7 separate regions of the Mus musculus genome follow, and regions 1, 2, 3, 4, 5 and 6 are each linked to region 7. A link is a contact called in public HiCAR-type, HiChIP or PLAC-seq and promoter capture Hi-C data. All regions are on one chromosome and are shown on one strand. Each heading gives the region's core, a stretch centred on a gene start, on an enhancer-like site or on the middle of the called end of the contact. The rest is flanking DNA. Distances are from core to core; before and after follow the strand shown.

Region 1 (2,700 bases), core at 68-2,567, 1.8 Mb after region 7:
AAATCTCTAGGTAGGTTTTCTTGTTCAGAATAACTTGCCAACTAGGTTCAGTAGCTAACAGTGAGCTTCTAAGAGTGCTTTAGTTCCATTCTTATCCCACTGAACAAGAAGATCTCTTGGGTAGGCAAATGTTAGGGACTTGGTTATAACCTCAGACCAGTCCATGCTGTACAATTGTATTTCTATCTTGCTTTAAACTATTGTCTGCTTTTGGTTTTCTTCTTTCTAGAATGATAGTAGACAATTTGCCTCCACAATCCGATATGATTTTAGTCCTAAACAGGAATATTTCAGCTTATATAAAGTTCATTTATTTTTTTTGTATGACGCTACCCACAAGTAATACCAACTTGTACCTGGCAAAATAGTGGTTCTGTTTCTTTATGCCCAGAAGCAAGCTCACGAGAAGTTATGCTTAGTAAGCCTGACCACACAAGAGCCCCTCCCAGCACTTATTTACATTAAGCCTGGTTGAAAACTCTCCCCAAGATAAGCGCCGCCAAAGAACCCTTAGAAGAAGTAAGACACTTTATCTTTGTGCACAGGCGAAGCCTTCGGAGAGCTTAGGTAGGTGTGGCTCCCAGAAACCAATCGTCCAATTCAAGGGGCAAATCAGGACCCGTGTTTACAAGAACATGTTGACACGTGTGGATGACGCGGTTGGACGCTGATGTGCGTGGGACAGCCTGTTTGGAATGTTGTTGACTCGCTTGGCCCGGTGTGTGTGGCCATTGTGAAGGTGGGCATGTAGTGTTTTTATATTACTGCCGCGAGCGGACACCAGAAGTCTGTCCGTTCGGTTGGAGTTAGTCCATTTCATCCTACCTGGTAAACTGAAAGAAACAGGATTGGGGGCGTCACCCGCTGCACTTAGGCCCCGCCCTTACACAGCCAGGCCCCGCCTCCGAACGCTTTAGGCCCTACAGCAGCCCAGGCGCTCCCGGCCGTAGGCTGCCCCAATTCCGTGTTCACTCCTCTCCCCGCCCCTGGCGGTCCGGACCGTACCACCACTGAATATAGGGAGCACACATTTCTCGTGTGCAAATGGCTTTCTGTCTGAGCCTTCTTCAGCCTTCACGATAGAAACGTGAGAAAGCTATGGTTTTTGTAGACAGACTCTTCAAGAATTTAGGGATCTTCGCCAGAACCCTGCCCTGGATTCTGGCGCCGCGGTGCTATAGTCCCCCTCCAGTTCCTTCCCGAATGGTCGCGCCCAGGGAGTACCTCTGGGCCCTTTAAATACCGCGTGGGGCTGCGGGGGGGCTCCAGAGTTGACAGACTGCTGAGTCTCCCCTTGTCTGCGACGCTGGTTGAGGGGGGATACGCAGAGCCCCGCGACCCCCGCCACCTAGCTTTCCTCGAGTCTCTACGCGGGATCCGGGGGTGCGTACCCATCCCAGGGGAGGGGCCGTGGGATCTGAGGGGACCGCGTCTCCTTATGGCAGCGGGAGGGCTCCTTGTGCCCTCCGAGTTCGGGACATTTGACCTCGGAGTCAAGGCTTGAAGTGGGGCACGGTGGCAGTGGTGGCCCAGGCTCTGCCGGGGCCGCTTGGTCGTGATGACATCCCTTTGGGTGCGTGCCAGCGACTGTGCTCAACGGCGCGAGACGCTCTGGGCTCCCCGTGCGGTCAGGTCCCCAATCCCTCGTCCCTGGAGGAGTGGGACTGAGCCGCGGTGGGGCCCGGCTGGGCCTCGGCCCTATGTTTGGGTCTTGTTGCTGGGTTTCTCGAGAGCTGGGTTCTGTCCCGGCAGTCCCCTCCCCCAAACGTTTGTTTTGACAGGAAACGTGGTGCTGCTAGAGGGAGGGGCGAGCAGAGAACGTGGGCGAGCGGGCAGGACTCCTGGGACTTCCGTTGGACTTGACTGTCCAGGAGGCCAGCTCAGGTCACATCTGGGTCAGACCCTTGCCTTCTCAGACCCTTGCTTTGCCTTGCTTTGGGTGGCGCCACAAAACATAGCAACGAGATTCGGTGGCACGTGGATGACACAGTTATGTGTTTACGTTAGTACAAGAGGAAAAACTTCCATTAAATGAGCGATTTCGCAATGTTTACTTCTAAAATGCGTTTATTAGACTGGGACTGTAGTTCTGTGGTAGAGCACTTTACAGGACTGTAGGTTCTGTCCTCCCCCAACCACAAGAAGCCCAAATCATGTGTTTAAACACAAGAATCCAGTCAACAAAGAAGGGTTTGTTAAACTACCGTTACAAGCAGAGTAGAAACACTTGAGTGGTTCCAGTGAGAATGGAACCTCCCTCTTTCATCGTTGTCTTGGTACCTTAACGGTAAAGAAACCAGGCAACTTGTCTTTGTCCTTAGTGGGCTGCTCAGCACAAGGTGGTGTTCAGCTCTCAGCTCTTAGTTAACCTACCTCCCAACTGATAATTTCAACCAGTTCTTACACTGGTTCCTGGGCTAGGAGTCCCCATCCCACCTCCACCTCCACCCCGCCCCGTCTACTCTGCCTTTTTCCTACCCCCATGGATTTCATACATTGCTCCACTTGAAGTGACCCAGGGCTGAAGGGCGCCTTACCCCCCGGGTGTGCAGCACAGGTGTTAAACTAGGCATCAGGGATGGGGGGGGGGCGGGGGCAACGCTTTCCAGGATAAAAAGTGCTTAGAAATCCTTCCCAATGCTGTAATGACACGTGGAGCACGGGCATCTGCCTTTTAGACAGTGGCTGGCTTGTTGGCTT
Region 2 (2,700 bases), core at 53-2,552, 1.9 Mb after region 7:
TTAAAAACTGTTGGCATCTTTTACCTCTTCTTCCCATGGGATTTTTCTTACCATTGGACTTGCATGAACTCATTTCCAATTTCAGTGACAAATCCTTTTGTCTTCTACCAACTGTGTGTTTACTATTCATAGAGATTTTTTATAGGTGTATCTAATTTTTTAAAAATTAATGGAATACAACTTTTAGCAATTCTTATGCTTTCTCCGTTGCCATCCTTGAAATCTTTCACCAATCAATGTTATTAATACATTACCTTTTCTTTGGAGACAGGGTTTCATGTAGCCCAGGCTGGCCTCGACCTTGTTAGGTAGCCAAGGATGCCCTTGAATTTCTGGATGCCCTCCTACCTCTAGCTTCTAAATGCTGGGATTATAGGTGTCTGTGCTGCCGTGGGAGGATTATGTGCAATCCTTCGTTTATTCGGTGTAGTGGTAACAAACTCCGTCCCTCTGACGTTTCCTTCTAGTGTTTTGTTAAGGTATATTTCATCGACATAGGATTTAAACATATTTTCCCCCAAACCGTTAATTAACTATTCTAATATAATTTATTGGGTTTTCCCTAAGAGGATCTTGGACCTCATTCTTCAAACTCCCTGAGACAGTGAGGTTGTGATCCTACCACCTCTACATACCAAATGCTGGGATTAAAGTCGTGGGCCCCTACACCCTGTCATAGCAGGAATCAACCCCAGGTGCTCTGGAAGAGCAACCAGTAGTCCTCAATCCCTGAGCCGCCCCTGGGTCCTAAGTCACTGATCAGGTCGCTCCCGTTTAAACCCTTCAATGGTGCTTTACTATTCCCAGGGAGAAAGTCTAACACCTTCTAAGAGTTAACACATTTCAGAATCAGGAAGGCATCTTTTACTGCCCCCTGGCTGTCCTGGAACTCACTTTGTAGGCCAGGCTGGCCTCGAACTCAGAAATCCGCCTGCCTCTGCCTCCCGAGTGCTGGGATTAAAGGCGTGCGCCACCACGCCCGGCTGATGCCTGTTCATTACACGCAGGTACCACCAATTATTTAAGCAAGGACTTTTGCTCTTCTGTACTACACAACATACAAGCAGTTTAGACTGAGTTAATTGAAATCTCTGCTTTAGAAGTTCATGTTGTGACTAATGTGTATTATCGAGTCATTTTTCAGATTAGTTATACAGTTAGAACTACTATACTTTGCCGTATTCAATCATTCTGGGGATACTGGAAATGAGCCTGTCAAGAGGCTAGGATTAGCCCGGCGAGACCTCGGAAGTACACCAGTGGGTGTAGTTTTCCACATCCGGCTCGGTCACTTCCGGGTTCCTCCGCAGGTTAGGCCCTGACCAGGCGGAACCTTTTGAAACGCCTCCCCGTAAACAAGCGCCACGGGGACACCGGAGGAGAACGCACACCACTCTCCGCGTGCTACTTGCTTGGAGCCGCACGGGCGGATGTGAACATTCTGCCGACTTCTTCCTCTACCGTGAATGGAATGGATGTTCTAGCCGAGGAGTTCGGGAGCCTGACTCCGGAGCAGCTGACTGCGCCGATCCCGACTGTGGAGGTAAGTGCCGTGAGCGCAGGCAGCGGAAGAGGTTGGAGACGACTAAGGAGGCGTTGCCGGGAGAGTTTTCAGGATGACGAGGGCGGGTCCCTGGGCTTCTACGCATGCTCAGAACTTCTGCACATGCTCGGAGCTCCGGGTGTGTGAGCTTTTACCAGGTGTGGTTCTTGAGCGTTTGTAGCAGCAAGTACAGATCTCTCAGTAGCGTCCTACGTTTAGAAGCTTAGCGAATGGCTCTCGGGTAAAGCTTTTCTAATTTAAGTGTGCACTGGCAAGAATTGGTCCTTGTGTATTCTCTCAGGAACCAATATCTTCTTGCCGATCTCACCTGGAAGGACACAGAGATCCTGAGAACGTAGGCAATGTTCTTGAGGTCCCATAGCCGGCTTTGGTGCTAAAAGTAAATGGGAATCTCACCCTTGTCATCATTTTCCTTTTACTCCACAGTTTCTTTGGACTGCAGGTTTAGTTTAAGTACCTTGACTATCCCTTCGTCCCCCATTTTTGATCTTGTATTTTCTTAGGGGCCCCTATAGCTTTCATCAGATTCTTAAAAGTTAAAGGATAATTGCTTCACGGTGAACTGCCTAAGGAAGTGCAGTTATTGACATGATTTTGTTTCCTGAGAAGGTATATAAATTCTCACTGAACCTTGACATCTTTGGCACAGAATAGGGACATCTAGGACTGAAGATGGTCGAGGAAGAAATTCAGGCAGAGGAACAGGTTGTACATGACCCCAGACACACCATCAGTTGTTTCAGGGGAACAAATAAATCTAGTGGAGCTAGGGGAAGAGGGCAGTAAAAGATGCCTTCCTGATTCTGAAATGTGTTAACTCTTAGAAGGTGTTAGACTTTCTCCCTGGGAATAGTAAAGCACCATTGAAGGGTTTAATTGGGAGCGACCTGATCAGTGACTTAGGACCCAGGGGCGGCTCAGGGATTGAGGACTACTGGTTGCTCTTCCAGAGCACCCGTGGTTGATTCCTGCTATGACAGGGTGTAGGGGCCCACGACTTTAATCTCAGCATTTGGTATGTAGAGGTGGTAGGATCACAACCTCACTGTCTCAGGGACTTTGAAGAATGAGTTCCAAGATCCTCTTAGGGAAAATACACAGTATTTGTCTTTGTGTTTGGCTTATTTCTCAGTGTT
Region 3 (2,700 bases), core at 86-2,585, 1.8 Mb after region 7:
TGGGCAGAGCTTGAGCATAGCCAACCTCAAAGCCCAGTGACACACTTCCTCTAACAAGGCCACACCTCCTAATAGTGCCACTCCCTGTGAGCCAAGCATTCAAAGACATGAGTCTAGAGGGGGGTGGGGGGAGGCAGCAAACCTATTCAGACCACCACAGGGTTAGGGTTGGCTAGCTCATTGAATGTTACCCAGGCTGAAACTGCTTTCAGTATTCTCTCGGGCTCTGTTTTAGCCGAGCCTACATCCTATGATACTGTCTGCAGTCTTCTGAGCTCCTGTCAGTGTTGGTATTTTGACATTCACAATATTATCTTCAAAGACTCTAATCACAGAGCCCCATAACACGCTAATATTGATGAAAATTTTGAAATATTATGAGAATAACCAAATTGTAACACAAAATTAAATGAGAACATGCCTTATGGGAAATGGCTCTGGTAAACTGCTTTACGGGAAATGGCACTGGTAGACCTGCCTTGGAAGATGCACGGTTCCCAAACCTTTCACTTAAAAAAAAAAATCACAATTTTCAACCTGATAACAAAATCTAGGTAACACTGTTTCTAAATAAGCAAATTATCTGAACAGATACTTTTCAAAAGAAGAAATACAAGTCTGGAACTAATAGAAAAAAATACTTACCATCTTTAGCCCAGAGAAATGCAAATACAAGCCACAATGAGATTCTATCTCCTCTCAGAATGACTACCAAAAACAAAAACCAAAAAGGTGGTAAGCATCAAAAGAGAGAAGGTAGAGAAACATATAGAATGAATGTCCATTGTGATTCTTAATTTTTAAGATTTTTAAAAATTATTATTTATTTTATGTATGTGAGTCCACTATAGCTGTCTTCAGACACACCAGACGAGGGCATCAGATCCCATTACAGATGGTTGTGAACCACCACGTGGTTGCTGGGAATTGAACTCAGGACCTCTGGAAGAGCAGTCAGTGCTCTTAACCGCTGAGCCATCTCTCCAGCTCCCATTGTGGTTCCCTAAAATCTTGATCTTTATATGACCTAGCTTTCCCACTTTTGAGTATATATCCAAAGACAACTAAAACAGAGTATCAACAAGATGTCTACATGCCCATGTTTAATCATGACAGTATTCATAATAGCTAAGACACTAAGTGACCCTAAGGGCCCTTTAATAGATAAAGAAAATGTGATCTATGTTCACAACAAAATATCATTCAGCCATAAATAAGAATGTCCACAACAAGATCCTATTGCAGAAAACACCACACCTGGTAGTTGTAAGCATGATGAAACCGAGCTGGAATTGAGCTGGAATGTCTCCCCTGACTTGCTCTCTTCAATAGTGCTGGAAAGTGATGTGCAGGTGGCTGGGGTTTGGGCATGGGGGAGTTGTTAAGGCTACCAACTGTGTTACATACCTGTGTACACTATATGCCATACTATTGGTCTGCCAGGCAAGACATGCCTGTGCATGCAGTCATGGCATGGTTGCTATAGAGGTAAACAACTGCTCTCTGATTGGACTTGAGGCCTGCACCACAGGAAGAAATTCATATCTGCTACTGTAAACAAGGTCAAAAGCCCATGGCCCAGGAGGTCATAGGCCCTAGAGGAGAAGCTACTACTGTTGTTCCTAAATGAGCTAGGAAGCCCCAGAGCTAGCTAGCTAGCGAGGTTTCCCACCAGTACTCTCTGGATATGATTAAAAGCCCTTGCCTCAAAGAATATGGTGAAAGAATGGTTAAAACTGATTCTAGACATCAACCTTAAGCTCCACATATGTACGCATACATGTGCATGTTTCCACACATGTGTGTCCACACACATGCAAATACCTACATACTACACACACATATAACACACATACACAATCACACACACAGAGGACAGGACAGAGAGAGGTTGGGGGAGATGTGAATAGAGGTTGGGTTTCATTAGTGCACACTGCATGCATGTGTGGAAATGTCACACTGGATGCCATTAACATGTATAATTAATATATGTTAATAAAAATGAAACAATTCTCTGAAAATGAAATTATCTTAAGAGGACAGTAAAGTGAAGTGCAATAAACTAGTTGTACCAGTTCCTCTCTGCAGCCTGGGGAGGGAAGGTCACCTTCTCTCTTCTCTCTCCCCTCTTTCCTTCTCCCTTTCCTTCCAGCTTCAGTCTCTCCACATGACGAGATAAAACACACTAAAATTTCAAAATCAGTGTCCTGAGGAAATTTAAGGCCTTACCCAAGATCTCCACAAGTTGCTTGGAAACATCTTTTCTGAAGTTTACTATCCTAGCCACTTCAGACTCCATGAACTTGTACATTGAGATGGTCTACCTTCCCGTCTCTGGTCCTATGTGCCTATGCAGGCAATAGTGACATGATGCTATGAAAGCAAACAACTGCTCTCTGATTGGCTGTGAGGCCTGCACCACAGGAGGAAATTCATGTCTGCTACTATAAACAAGGTCAAAAGCCTATGGTCCTGGAGGTCATAGGCCCTAGGGGAGACTGTTATAGATGGAACAGCAGCCCTTCTTCAGTCTCTATGGAAACATCCCCCACGCTCACTTAGAAGGCAGTCTAAATACATAGATATGGTCAGAGACATTGGGGAACTGAAGAGAAATTTAGACAGCTTCAGAGTGAACTTAGATAGCCTCGTGAAAACCAAACCAAAGCAAACTCTGGGGCACGGATGCTAGGAAATGTG
Region 4 (2,700 bases), core at 139-2,638, 1.2 Mb before region 7:
TTTTGGGCTCTTATTTGGGGTGACAACAAGAGGACCTGGGCTCCCTGGCTCCCAGCAACAGGTGGGCCTTGAGGAGTCAGAACCCCAGGAAGTGACAGACACACATTGAGCTTCCCTGGGGTGGGTGGGGTGTGGAGAGGACAAGACTGGACCCCCAGGAGGCAGGACAGGGCCAGGGAGGCTGCAAGGCTGACTGCTGTCAACCTACTGGGTTCCGGCACAACAGAAGCCCAAAGAAGAAAAGCCACCCACTCCAATGTGGAGGAATTCAGAGGATCTATGGAAAAGAGAGGGAGACTGAGGAGTACCCACGAAAGCAACAAGCCAGAAGCAAAGCAGGACCATTTGGGTGTATAGTCCTTGGAGGTAGAGAGGAGGGTGCAACCCTTTGGGAACTGTCTTGGGGAGTCTGTAATCCAAAGGGGCATCATGAGAGCAAGACAGCTTACAGGGCTCACCGGAGGCTATGTGGGGACAATGGAAAGGAGAGAGCCTACTTGGTGCGGCAGGGCCAAGGGCCACCTCCGTGCAAGAATTCTCAGGAGCGACAGAAAGCAAGTCTCCCAGGGTCCTGGGGCCCAATGTGGCCAGCAGATGCAAAATCTCACCACAGATATCAGAGGCAGGAGGCTGACCCCGAATGAATCTAAGGCCTGGATAACAGAAAGGCTGGCCACAAAGGGTCGCACAGGCTGAGCCCAGGGGACCACACGGGAGAAGCTGGCCACCACAGGCCCAAGCCACCTGCACTGCTCAGGGTGCAGCGATCCCGGAAGGGCTGACCGCTGCAGGGCAGCGCTGACTAGTTGCCCCGAGGACATCCGAGGTGGCCCGACAGGCCGTGGGCAGCGGTCTGAAGGGGTCGCACCCGACTGTCACCGCGCGCTACTCGCCGGGGACCAGAGACCGCGGCGGCTGCAGCACCCTGCGCGCGCGGAGACCCCGGCAAGGCCCGGATGCCCCGTGCACCCACCCGGTCCCCGTGACAGAGGTCCCACGGCACGGGCACGCAGCTCACCAAGTAGCAGCAGCTTGAGCTCGCGCCGGGCGTCGCGCTTGTCCCGCCGCAGCTGTTTCTCGATCTCCGCGTTGATGCGCTTCGACTCCTTCACCTCGTCGCTCAGGCAACACGCCATCATGGACTCCAGAGTCATCGTCGCGGTCCTCCGGCTGCCGCCGGCCCGGCCCTACCTCTTCCCGGTTCCCCGAAGGCCACGGCCCGGCCCCAGAGGCGCGTCCACCGTCCGCGCCGTGCAGCGCAGCCGCCGCCGCCGCCGCTACCCGCAGCCGTCGCCACCGAGCGCCGGCGCCCGAGGACCTGAAGCGCTGCCACGGGCCCCGGGACGGGCAGGCGGCGCGGCCAATGGGAGGGGCCGCACGGCTGCGCGCGCGCGCGCGCCGCAGGGACAGGACTTTAGGATCGCCTGGGGGCGGGGCCTCGCCGCTCGGGGGCGGGGTCTGGAGGGCGCAGCGCAAGCGCGCGTGGGGTTGCGTCGACGTGGGAAGGGGTTGAACGGTTCGCGGCTGGGCGCGGACGCCGAGGATTGTGGGAATGGGGAGGACTCGGAAGCCCGAGCTCGGTTCCTTTCGGGAGGCGAAGCGAGGCTCGGCTCGGGGAGGCGCCGCTCGGCTACACTCGGCTCCTCTCGGCTCGGGCAGGCGCCGCTCGGCTGCGCTCGGCTTCTCTCGGCTCCCCGAGGCTGTGCTGAGAGCGCCAAGAGAGAGGCTGCAGTTCTCTGGAGCGAGGCCGTCACCGCCTGCGGATGTGAGAAAACGCCCTGACCGGCTCGCTCATCCATTCCTAAGCAGGCCTATCGTGTGCCAGGCAGAAATTCATGCCCTACTGTGTACAGTACATTCATGCAGCACTCGTTAAATACCACACAGGTCACAAGTATGAACACAATGCTTGCTGTAGAGTATACACTGATGCGGCAGCCTGTGGTAGCTCAGGCATTAATATCACATCTACTGTATACCAAGCCTTAAGGAAACACGCATATGTAACTGCCACATTCAATATAGGGTATACAAACCAAGTGTTTTTCACATATACAACGTATGCCAAATATGAATGCTGTGCCTGCCGTATACCACATATTGTATATAGCTCCTACTGTGTACTATGTGCTGATGCAGCACAGTACCTCCTATTAATATGCTGCCTGATTTCATATATATATGTGTGTGTATATATATATATATACATATATACATATGTCATATATGTGTGTATATGTACATATGTGTGTATATATACATACACATATATGTATATATGTATATGTGTGTATATATATACACACGCACACACACACACACATACATACATATATACTGTCAACCAGGCTTACTGGCAGGTGAAGAATAAGCATTATTAACAGTCTGCCTGCTGTATACCAAGCACCAATTTACGCTGTTGTTGTGCATGTGAACGCCCATGAATGTGGTTTGCATGTGCTGGAGTGGAACCCACCCCACCCCCGCCCCCCGCATGTACCAGGCAGGTAAGTTCCCTGTTGGTGGGTCAATCTGAGTCCCCCAAGTGTAAACTAACTCACAAACCTGAGAAGTGTTTTCTACCTTCCAGAAAGAGGCATGCGTACCCAGTCAGCACTCAATCAGGGCATGTGTCAATAATAAGAGACTACAAAGAACTTGAAAGTCAGGCCTGTGCTGCATGCGTTCCTGTCCCAGTCC
Region 5 (2,700 bases), core at 67-2,566, 1.8 Mb after region 7:
CTTGGGCTGGAAGGGTAGAAACTGAGCAGTTTGCCATGAGAGTTGTCTGGTCATTCCTGAAACAGCTCGCTGGGGAATCCTTCCTCACGAATGGCCCACACTTTCTTCCACAATCTGCGACTCAAGCCAGCTGTGGTCTGTGTCAACTCACTTTGTGTCTCTTAAACCTCAATATTCGGGTCTGGAAAATGGAGTCAAATTTGTCAGCCCTCTCTTCCTCCCTCTAGTTAACTCTTTGAGTGAGGAAATAAAATACATGAATACGCTGTCTACACACCACATAAGTGTGATCTAATACTTCTGGCCTGTGTTTCCCCTAAAGCTGGAGTAGGCGACTTCAAAGGCCCACATGGGCTCCTTGGTCCAGCTAAGGACAAGGGACCTAAAGATAGACGTTTCATCTGAACTTAGCAAATGACTAAGCTCACTAGCTTCCCCCACCCCCACCCCCAAAACTCTAGGTCTATTAAAAACTGGCTCGGGTGACTCCTACTGGCATAGCCAAGGTGAAGTCTTGACTAGAGGCTTCCGGGGATGCGATGATTTCCCTTCCAGGCTCCTGTTCGGGCAACTCTGTCCATTCAACGGTTCCTAATGCAAAAAGAATGGGCTACGTAGAGCCTGCCGGCTTCCTTACAGGTCACCGCTAATGTCCTGTGACAGGCCCTTGGCCCATCCTCCCCCAATGGTCTGGCCATCCTCAGAGTCCGCTCCATCCCTCTCTGAGACCATTAACAAAGCGGGTCTGGGACCGCCCTGGCGACTAGGGCGCTGGGGTCCCAGCTCTTGCCACAGGGCCTGGGCAGGAAAGGACCAGGGCCCCTTCAGGGAGGGCAGGAGTAGAGTCCCGACCCCGCAAAAGCTGGAGTACCCACCTTCTGCTCGACGCCCTGCAAGCCCTGGCCCAGCTCATCCCTCTGACGGGAGAAGTCCTGGTGGCCACGCCGGACCTGCTGGACCTCCTCCAGGACGTGATGGACATACCAGCCCGAGAAGGCGGCCGCCGCCACCAGGGAGAGGTAGAAGAGAAAGTTGAGCACCCGGCCAAGCCTGCGCGAGCAGGACGCGGAGGACGCGTTGGCGGTGGCGGCTGAGGACCGGCCGCGGTGGCCGCCCCGGTGCGCCTGGTTCTGCGGGTGCTGCGGCGGGTGCGGCGCGGGAGGCTGCGGCTGCTGCGGCGCCGCCGGCGGCTTCTTCGCCACGTCATCCGCGCCGCCCGACGGGTGGGCGCCCTTGTCCGAGGGGCTCGCGGCGCCGTGGCCGCCCTTGGAGCCCCTTTGTTTGGCCGAGGGCATGGCGGCGGCGGCGGCTCGGCGGGATGGGCGAGCGGGGCGCGCGGCCCGGGACGCTGGCTCCGGCTCCCACGGGGACTGCGCGGGCGGCACGCGGGCGCAGCGGCGTCGGAGCGGCCGGGAACGTGGGGCGACGAGGAAGGAGGCCGGCCGCGGAAGGAGGAGGGGGCCTGGCTCCGCCGCCGCCGCGGCGCCGACCCCGCCTCCCGGGAAGGGAGGCCGAGCCCAGCCCGAGCGCCTGCCACGCAAGCGGGCCGCCGCCCCTCCTCCCTTCGCTGCGACCCCGCGGAGGGCGGGCGGAGCCCGGCGGGGCGAGGCTGGGCGCGGCTGCCCGGATGGCTGAGACTCCCAGTGCCCCGGCTACCCTCGAGAGGAGTCAGCGGGGTGGGGGTGCCTCCTGAGCACTGTGCTGAGCACGATCCCCACCCGGGCCGAGGGGGAGTGCTAGGGGGAGCGGAAAGCACGGTTCTGGAAGGTGGGGACAGGACGGGGGGGGGGGGGGTCAGACGCCCTACTTGCCCACCACTAAGCCGGGAACACCCCTCCTCTAAGGCCGCCCTGCAGCCGGGCCAGGCCTGTCTCTTCCCGAGAATTTTTGGGCTCGAAGGACTCTGCACCCAAGCACCTTGGGTATGGACTAGAACTTGTCCTAGGGAGCTGAGTTACTGAGTTATTGAGTTACTGAGTTACAGACCCTCTTTGCCTGGGCAGTAGACTGTATGCAACACCCCCAGGCCCCTTGGTTCTCTTTTCTTTTGGGGTATCATACAGTCTCTCCACAGCTCCAGTTCCTGACAGGCTCTGGGTTGAGTGTAGAGAAGCCATCAGCACCCTCACTTAGAGGGACACAGGTTGAGGTTGTCACTTCCACATTTGTAAAAAGAAATATAGCAGTGCCAGACCTGTGCTTATCAGCTGGTATGGGCTCTAAAATCCTCGCAAAAGCTTTGAACGGTTGAGATTACATTTGCCCATTTTATAGGAAACACACAAGGCTGAGCCTCGACCCCAACAGAATGCCTCAAGGTCCCACACAGCCGTGTTTTGAACCTTGGGCTGATGCTTCTGAAGCCCATGGGTGAGTCTTCACTCATGACTGGGAGGGAAACCAGAGCCCACCATCAGTGCAGATCATTGGTAATACCAATCTGGACCTTTTCCCCTGCACCTGGCTCCCGCAGTCCTAGTGTGTACTTCTGCGCGGCAGAAGTAGGGATGCTATTTCTTCTGTCTGTAACTTCCTCCCAATCTGCTTAGAAGGGGGAAAAAATTAGAAACAAAACTGGAATCTTCCCATGTTCAAATACCACCACTTCCATACTTTGGTGGTCACATGCCCGACAATACCCCTCTTGAGAAAAGTATTTTCGAGGAGACACTGAATGTGCAACTTTACAAGGGCAAAACT
Region 6 (2,700 bases), core at 134-2,633, 1.4 Mb before region 7:
TGGTAGCATTCTGAAAAATAGTGTATTTTTGTCTTAATTTTATTTTTACTTTAAAAATTGTTATTACCATAAATTAAATTTACATAATTATGTAATAACGGACTTCATGGAGGCTGGAGACATGCTTGGTGGTTGAGTGTACTGACTGCTCTTCCGGAGGACCCAGGTTCAGTTCTCAGCACCCACATGGTGACTCACAACTCTGACTCCAGTTCCAGAGGATCTGTCGCCCTAACATAGACACACATCCAGGCAAAACACCAATGTACATAAATCATTAAAAAAGTAATGAGGAAGCCAGGCGTGGTGGCACAGGCCTTTAATCCCAGCACTCGAGAGGCAGAGGCAGGCGGATTTCTGAGTTTGAGGCCAGCCTGGTCTACAAAGTGAGTTGCAGGACAGCCAGGGCTATACAGAGAAACCCTGTCTCAAAAAAAAAAAAAAAAAAAAAAGTAATGAGGAGGCTGGAGAGATCAGTGGTTAAGAGTACCGACTGCTCTTCCAGAGGTTCTGAGTTCAATTCCCAGCAACCACATGGTGACTCACAACCGGTGTACTTATATATTATAAGTACATCTTTAAAAATAAATAAATAAATCTTTAAACCAAAAAAGTAATGAACTTCATGACATTTACACACACACACATATATACATTTGTTTTGTTTTTTCGAGACAGGGTTTCTCTGTATAGTCCTGGCTGTCCTGGAGCTCACTTTGTAGACCAGGCTGGCCTTGAACTCAAAAATCCGCCTGCCTCTGCCTCCCGAGTGCTGGGATTAAAGGTGTGCGCCACCACGCCCGGCTTTTTTTTTTTTTTTCTCCCCGAGACAGGGTTTCTCTGTGTAGCCCTGGCTGTCCTGGAACTCACTCTGTAGACCAGGCTGGCCTCGAACTCAGAAATCCACCTGCCTCTGCCTCCTGAGTGCTGGGATTAAAGGCGTGCGCCACCAACGCCCGGCATATTTAAAAATTTAAACTTCGACTTTATGGTCATGTCACTGCCGTATATCCTGTTGATCCCCAGAATCGAACTCATTCTCAAATTGACTGCAAGTGCCCTCACTGCTGAGATTGCTCGTAACGCCTATTTTATCTCCCATTTCTTTTCCTCTGTTTTGGTCCCAGAGACCATTGGCCGCGCCCTGTAGAACATAGCCACGCCCACTATACACTGCGCATGCGCTATGCACGGCCGGCCCGGTTGTGCTGTGAATGGGATCAAACCATTTTCTTTTCTCTATGGGAGAGACGGTCGGAAACTCTTCTTCCGGAGGAAGACCGGAAGTTGCTTCTCCGGCTCTTAGGACAGTCCTGGGGCGTCGCTGCCGCATCGTTCCGGGTGTGGTCACCCCTAGTCGCGACGATGGTTCCGCCCAGCATGGTCACGTGGCCATCAAGATGGCGGCGTCCAGAGGACGTCGCGCGAGATGCGTCCGCGGACCTGTTCTTGGAGCTGTCGCAGCGACTCTCTCCATCTGTCCCGAGTATACGGAGCTTATTGACGAGTCCCTGTAGACGAAAACACGGTGAGCAGTGCCAGAAGTGCCCCCCCTTCGGGGGACTTCCGCTTTGAGGTACTCGCTGCTCCCGGGAGCGCTGGGATTTCCCTTGAGGGGGTCCTACGGGGAATTGGACCCTTTTCCTTCAGTATTTGACGTCACACAGGATATCATGTAGCCCAGGCTAGCCTCCAACCCACTGTGTGGCTACGAATGGCCTCCTCCTACCCCGTGCTTAGCTGACAGGTTGGCCGCCTATGCGGGGCTCACGTGCAGGCCGGCCCGCGCTTGACCTCTCAGCTTAAGTATTTGGAAACAGGATCTCCTGGGACCGGTTATCTTCCTGCTTCAGCCTCTGCCCAGCCTGGAGCCTTTTTGAATTAAGCGGGAGGCCCCATACCTCGAATGGGCACTCTTGGACCCACGAGATCCTTGGTCTCCCCTGTTGTTGCTCGGGGTAAATCGGGATGTGGGTCTCACTGCCACACAGCTGCTGCCAGCTCCCGTAGACCTGCTTCATGTGTGTTGATGAATTCCATTTTCAAGGTGTGACTGTAGGCTGATGGGCATCACTGGTGAGGCAGCCATACCTGCCTCATTAAACTCGGGGACGCTGGGTGACATCAGAGCCCAGAAGGCCTTCCAGCTTGCCACAGCCTGCTAGTCCAGTTTGTTATGTATGCATCTGCTGTATGTCTAATGGCTGACAGGGGCCGGTCCTCTTATACTGGACGATGTCTGTTTCCGTGTTAATTCATCCGTGAAAGAAAACACCTGTGTGGGAGTGTTGTCCTGCATCTATGGGGCCATGCAGAGGGTACAAGTTGTGCAAAGGCAGGAGCAGGGAGAAGTCCGGAGGGAGGAGGGGACGGATAAAGTGTATCCCACAGGGCTACATGAGAACCTCCAGTAAGGTGGTGTGGGAGGCAGGGGTGAGATCCATTTTGCAACTGACAGTTTCTAGATCCCTCATCTAAGCTATCCTGAAAAAGTCTGGCCAGGTGGTGGTGGCGCATGCCTTTAATCCCAGCACTTGGATGGATGTGGAGAAAGTTCTGTGGCCTGGAGCTCAGGGGTCCTCCTGCCTCAGCATCCCGGGGCTGGAATGGCAGATATGCAGGTGTGTGCCCTAGCTTGAGATTTCCCCTTCTCCTTTTTCTACCGTAGGTTTCTACTGCCTAGAATCCGGCCTTGCAGAT
Region 7 (2,700 bases), core at 49-2,548:
AGACTTAATCCATTAAGAATATCTCTCTTCATATGGAAAGCATTTTCTTCAGGGCAGGTTATAATCTGTGTAATAGCTCAAGGGAATGCATACATCTGCTTGGTGTTTGAAGAAATGCAAATCTGTATCCAAGAAAAGCAGATTCCCTTCCTCCAACCTCCTTTCTTTGGCATCGACAACCACAGCTTTGCATCGATAGAATCCTTAAATTAAGCTACAAAGAGCAGTGCAGAGGAGGAATCATTTGCCTTTAAAGGAATTCTGGTTAAACTCTCAGTATCTCATCCATAAAGCTCCTATTTATTAATGCCACTACTACTGACCAGTTGAGCCATCACTTTCTGTTACCGATTAGTTTCCTTACTGAGAGCTGAAGCCACTCGGGTGATTTGTGGCACCATCTACAAAAACTAGGGTCTGTGAAGATTAGCGGGATGCCATTTTTTTTAAAGGTCGTCTGCTACCTAACCTTGTCTACATCAAACAGCCCTCTTCTAGACTTTAGGCATGAAAGGATCTGCGGGTGCTCCGTAAATTCTTTGTTCTCGCAGACCCTCCCGCCCCCCCAGCACGGGTGACTGAAACCTCCGTGCAACCTCCAAGGCTCCCTTCCCACCTTCGGGGCAAGTCCGGGGCGAGCCAGGCGCCAGATGGCTGCATGCTGTAGGCGCGGAGCGGGCCGGGGGCCCGCCAGGCCGCTCGTTCCTCGCAGGGACCCGCCGCCTCGGCTCGCAGGTGCCCGGGCGGCCCCGCGGAGCGCATCCCCCCGCCGCCCGTGCCCAACGCCCGCCGCCGGCGGGATGCGGGAGACAAAGCGGCCGCTCCGGGGCGCAGCGTTCCCCGCCCGCCGGCTCCCCGGACAAAATGGAGCCGGCCCGGGGCTGCCGCCGCGAGAGCCCCGCAGCCGCCCGGCCCAGCCCGACCGCGGCTCGCGGCCCCGCGCACAAAGCGCCCGCCGCCCCGCGCCCGGCCCGGCCCGGCCCGGCCCGAAGCACAGCGGCCTCGCCCGGAGGCCCGGCCCGCCCGAAGACTGCGGACTGCGAGTGCCCCCGACCGCCGCGGCGTTGGCGGCGGGGACGGCGCCGGGAGGAGACGGACATTTCATTCGAGCTAAAGTGGAGTCGGTTTAGGAGCGATCATTGGCCGAAGCGAGACACAAACCTCCAATGCAGCCCTGGTTGGCTCCCGTCTCCAATCGGCTGTTTGGTTGGACAGAAAATGGCTGCGAAGGAACCAGTCCCAGCGCGGAGCTCCACTTCCAGGACTCGGCCTCCCCTCCCTCCGCCGCGGGCCGCTTCCCTCTACGTGACACCCTCCCTCCGCGACGCCCGCGCCCGAGGCCACGCCCCGGTCCGCCCCCGGCCCCGCCCCGGAGCCTCTGAGCAAGGCGCGCGGTCCGTAAAAGCGCGCGGGCGGGCTCTGGATGTTCGCTCTTCAGGGCGTCCGAGAGGCCGGCGTTCTCATCCAGAGCTCCACGCGGAAAGGCTTGCTCTGGCTTCTTTCTCCTTCCAGCTCCTCCTTCCCCACTAACCAGCGTCTCGCCCGCCTGAGTTCAGCCCCGGAGGGGATCTACACCTGAGCTACTTTCCAGAATGCTTTAGGCACCTAATGTTTTCTAGGTATCCCTCCAAGCCACCTCAGGCACACAGCGTTCCCTCTCAAGTCACAGTGAACAAAGATGTTAGTTTTTCATTTTAGCACACCATCCCCTTCCTCCAAGTTTAACAGGTAGGCTGTCCCAGCCGACTTCCACCCTGTACCCTGGTGCTGTGTTCTGGTGTTAGGTCTGCCCTACCAAGTTGGCTTACTACCTAAAGTGCTCATTTCCCAACCAGATAACACTGGGCTGCAAAAACTCATGGCCTCTGTGCATTTAAGGCCTTCCCTGTCGGCCTCACTGAAATCTGGATCAAATGTCCCTTGGCTACCATTCTCCCTTGTGGTGGTGATCCAAAATGTCCTGCATGGCCAGCCACTGCAAAGTACTGCAGGATACCTGCACCCAGATAGATGGAAAATTATTGTCCTAGGACTTAACAAGGATAAGTAAGCAAGACTGAAAGTTCTAGGTCAGCCAGAGATACATTAAGACCCTGTCTTTAGAAATAATAGTATGGCTGGGTCAGGCAGGTGCACGCCTTTAATTCCAAGACAAGGGAGGCAAATCTCAAGGCCAGCCTGGTCTACAGAGTGAGTTCCAGTACACCAAGGCTACACAGAGAAACCCTGTCTGAAGAAACAGAAACTGTAGTAGTAATAATTATAGAAGGCCCTGGTGTTGTGGCTTATGCCTTTTAAACCCATGACTGGGGAGACACAAACAGGAAGATTGGAAATTCCAGACCATCTTGGGCTCCCTAGTGTGTGTGTTCACGTCCAGCCTGGGCTACATAATCGGACTGTATCTCAAAAAAAGAAAAAAAGGTGTTTGGGTGTATATTCCATATAAGTATGTGCATAAAGTATACAGAAAGATTGAAATATGTTATTTATTGATATCCCGCTGTGTCTAGAATAAATAAATATTTCTCAGGTAAATAAGGAAGCAAGAACAAATGAGTCTTTCTCGGTTATTTCAAGAGGAGTTAGGAGCACCACCACCTGAATCTACCAAATTCTAGGACACCCTCCTCTTCCTCTCCCTTCTTCTCTTGTTTTGGTTTTGTTTGTTTGTTTGTTTGTTTGTTTGTTCCAAGGCAG

What was found. Promoter capture Hi-C pulls out the DNA fragments that hold promoters and counts their contacts. HiCAR-type assays count read pairs that join an accessible place to other places. HiChIP or PLAC-seq counts read pairs in DNA pulled down with a chosen protein or histone mark.
Region 1: a contact with region 7 is called in a promoter capture Hi-C map of pre-B cells, with 8 times the contacts expected there. The contact joins the promoter of Tcp11l2 here to the promoter of Nfyb in region 7. A contact is called at or near these places in 3 of 39 promoter capture datasets (hippocampal neurons, liver and pre-B cells), 1 of 115 datasets of contacts at active chromatin or transcription factors (differentiating embryonic stem cells) and 1 of 9 other capture datasets (adipose tissue).
Region 2: a contact with region 7 is called in a promoter capture Hi-C map of embryonic stem cells, with 2.6 times the contacts expected there. The contact joins the promoter of Polr3b here to the promoter of Nfyb in region 7. A contact is called at or near these places in 4 of 39 promoter capture datasets (the C10 cell line, embryonic stem cells, liver and 1 more).
Region 3: a promoter capture Hi-C map of pre-B cells shows a contact between it and region 7, with 7 times the contacts expected there. The contact joins the promoter of Platr7 here to the promoter of Nfyb in region 7. A contact is called at or near these places in 3 of 39 promoter capture datasets (the SN4741 cell line, hippocampal neurons and pre-B cells).
Region 4: a contact with region 7 is called in an H3K4me3 HiChIP or PLAC-seq map of pro-B cells, with 4 times the contacts expected there. The contact joins the promoter of Gna11 here to the promoter of Nfyb in region 7. A contact is called at or near these places in 3 of 115 datasets of contacts at active chromatin or transcription factors (large pre-B cells, pancreatic cancer cells and pro-B cells).
Region 5: a contact with region 7 is called in a HiCAR-type map of astrocytes, with 4 times the contacts expected there. The contact joins the promoter of Ckap4 here to the promoter of Nfyb in region 7. A contact is called at or near these places in 6 of 39 promoter capture datasets (the 3T3-L1 cell line, the SN4741 cell line, cranial neural crest and 3 more) and 1 of 115 datasets of contacts at active chromatin or transcription factors (astrocytes).
Region 6: a contact with region 7 is called in a promoter capture Hi-C map of pre-B cells, with 3 times the contacts expected there. The contact joins the promoter of Dohh here to the promoter of Nfyb in region 7.

The regions. Positions count from the first base shown.
Region 1 is chr10:84,575,630-84,578,329 of GRCm38.p6, forward strand. It overlaps Tcp11l2 (t-complex 11 (mouse) like 2), which reads left to right and starts at 1,318. Exons shown (of 10, transcript NM_146008.2): 1 at 1,318-1,383.
Region 2 is chr10:84,620,996-84,623,695 of GRCm38.p6, forward strand. Polr3b (polymerase (RNA) III (DNA directed) polypeptide B) reads left to right here and starts at 1,303. Exons shown (of 28, transcript NM_027423.2): 1 at 1,303-1,543. The coding sequence starts at 1,472. It overlaps Gm17249 (a long non-coding RNA gene), which reads right to left and starts at 1,650. Exons shown (of 2, transcript XR_380645.4): 1 at 1,202-1,650; 2 at 1-463.
Region 3 is chr10:84,552,003-84,554,702 of GRCm38.p6, forward strand. It overlaps Platr7 (pluripotency associated transcript 7), which reads right to left and starts at 1,336. Exons shown (of 4, transcript NR_040658.1): 1 at 1,258-1,336; 2 at 646-708.
Region 4 is chr10:81,543,774-81,546,473 of GRCm38.p6, forward strand. It overlaps Gna11 (guanine nucleotide binding protein, alpha 11), which reads right to left and starts at 1,389. Exons shown (of 7, transcript NM_010301.4): 1 at 1,019-1,389. The coding sequence starts at 1,154.
Region 5 is chr10:84,532,572-84,535,271 of GRCm38.p6, forward strand. Ckap4 (cytoskeleton-associated protein 4) reads right to left here and starts at 1,317. Exons shown (of 2, transcript NM_175451.1): 1 at 876-1,317. The coding sequence starts at 1,295.
Region 6 is chr10:81,383,051-81,385,750 of GRCm38.p6, forward strand. Dohh (deoxyhypusine hydroxylase/monooxygenase) reads left to right here and starts at 1,384. Exons shown (of 5, transcript NM_133964.3): 1 at 1,384-1,528; 2 at 2,669-2,700. Gm48551 (predicted gene, 48551) reads left to right here and starts at 1,384. Exons shown (of 6, transcript NR_168929.1): 1 at 1,384-1,528; 2 at 2,669-2,700.
Region 7 is chr10:82,762,843-82,765,542 of GRCm38.p6, forward strand. Nfyb (nuclear transcription factor-Y beta) reads right to left here and starts at 1,299. Exons shown (of 8, transcript NM_010914.2): 1 at 1,162-1,299. It also overlaps a transcript of Hcfc2 not described here.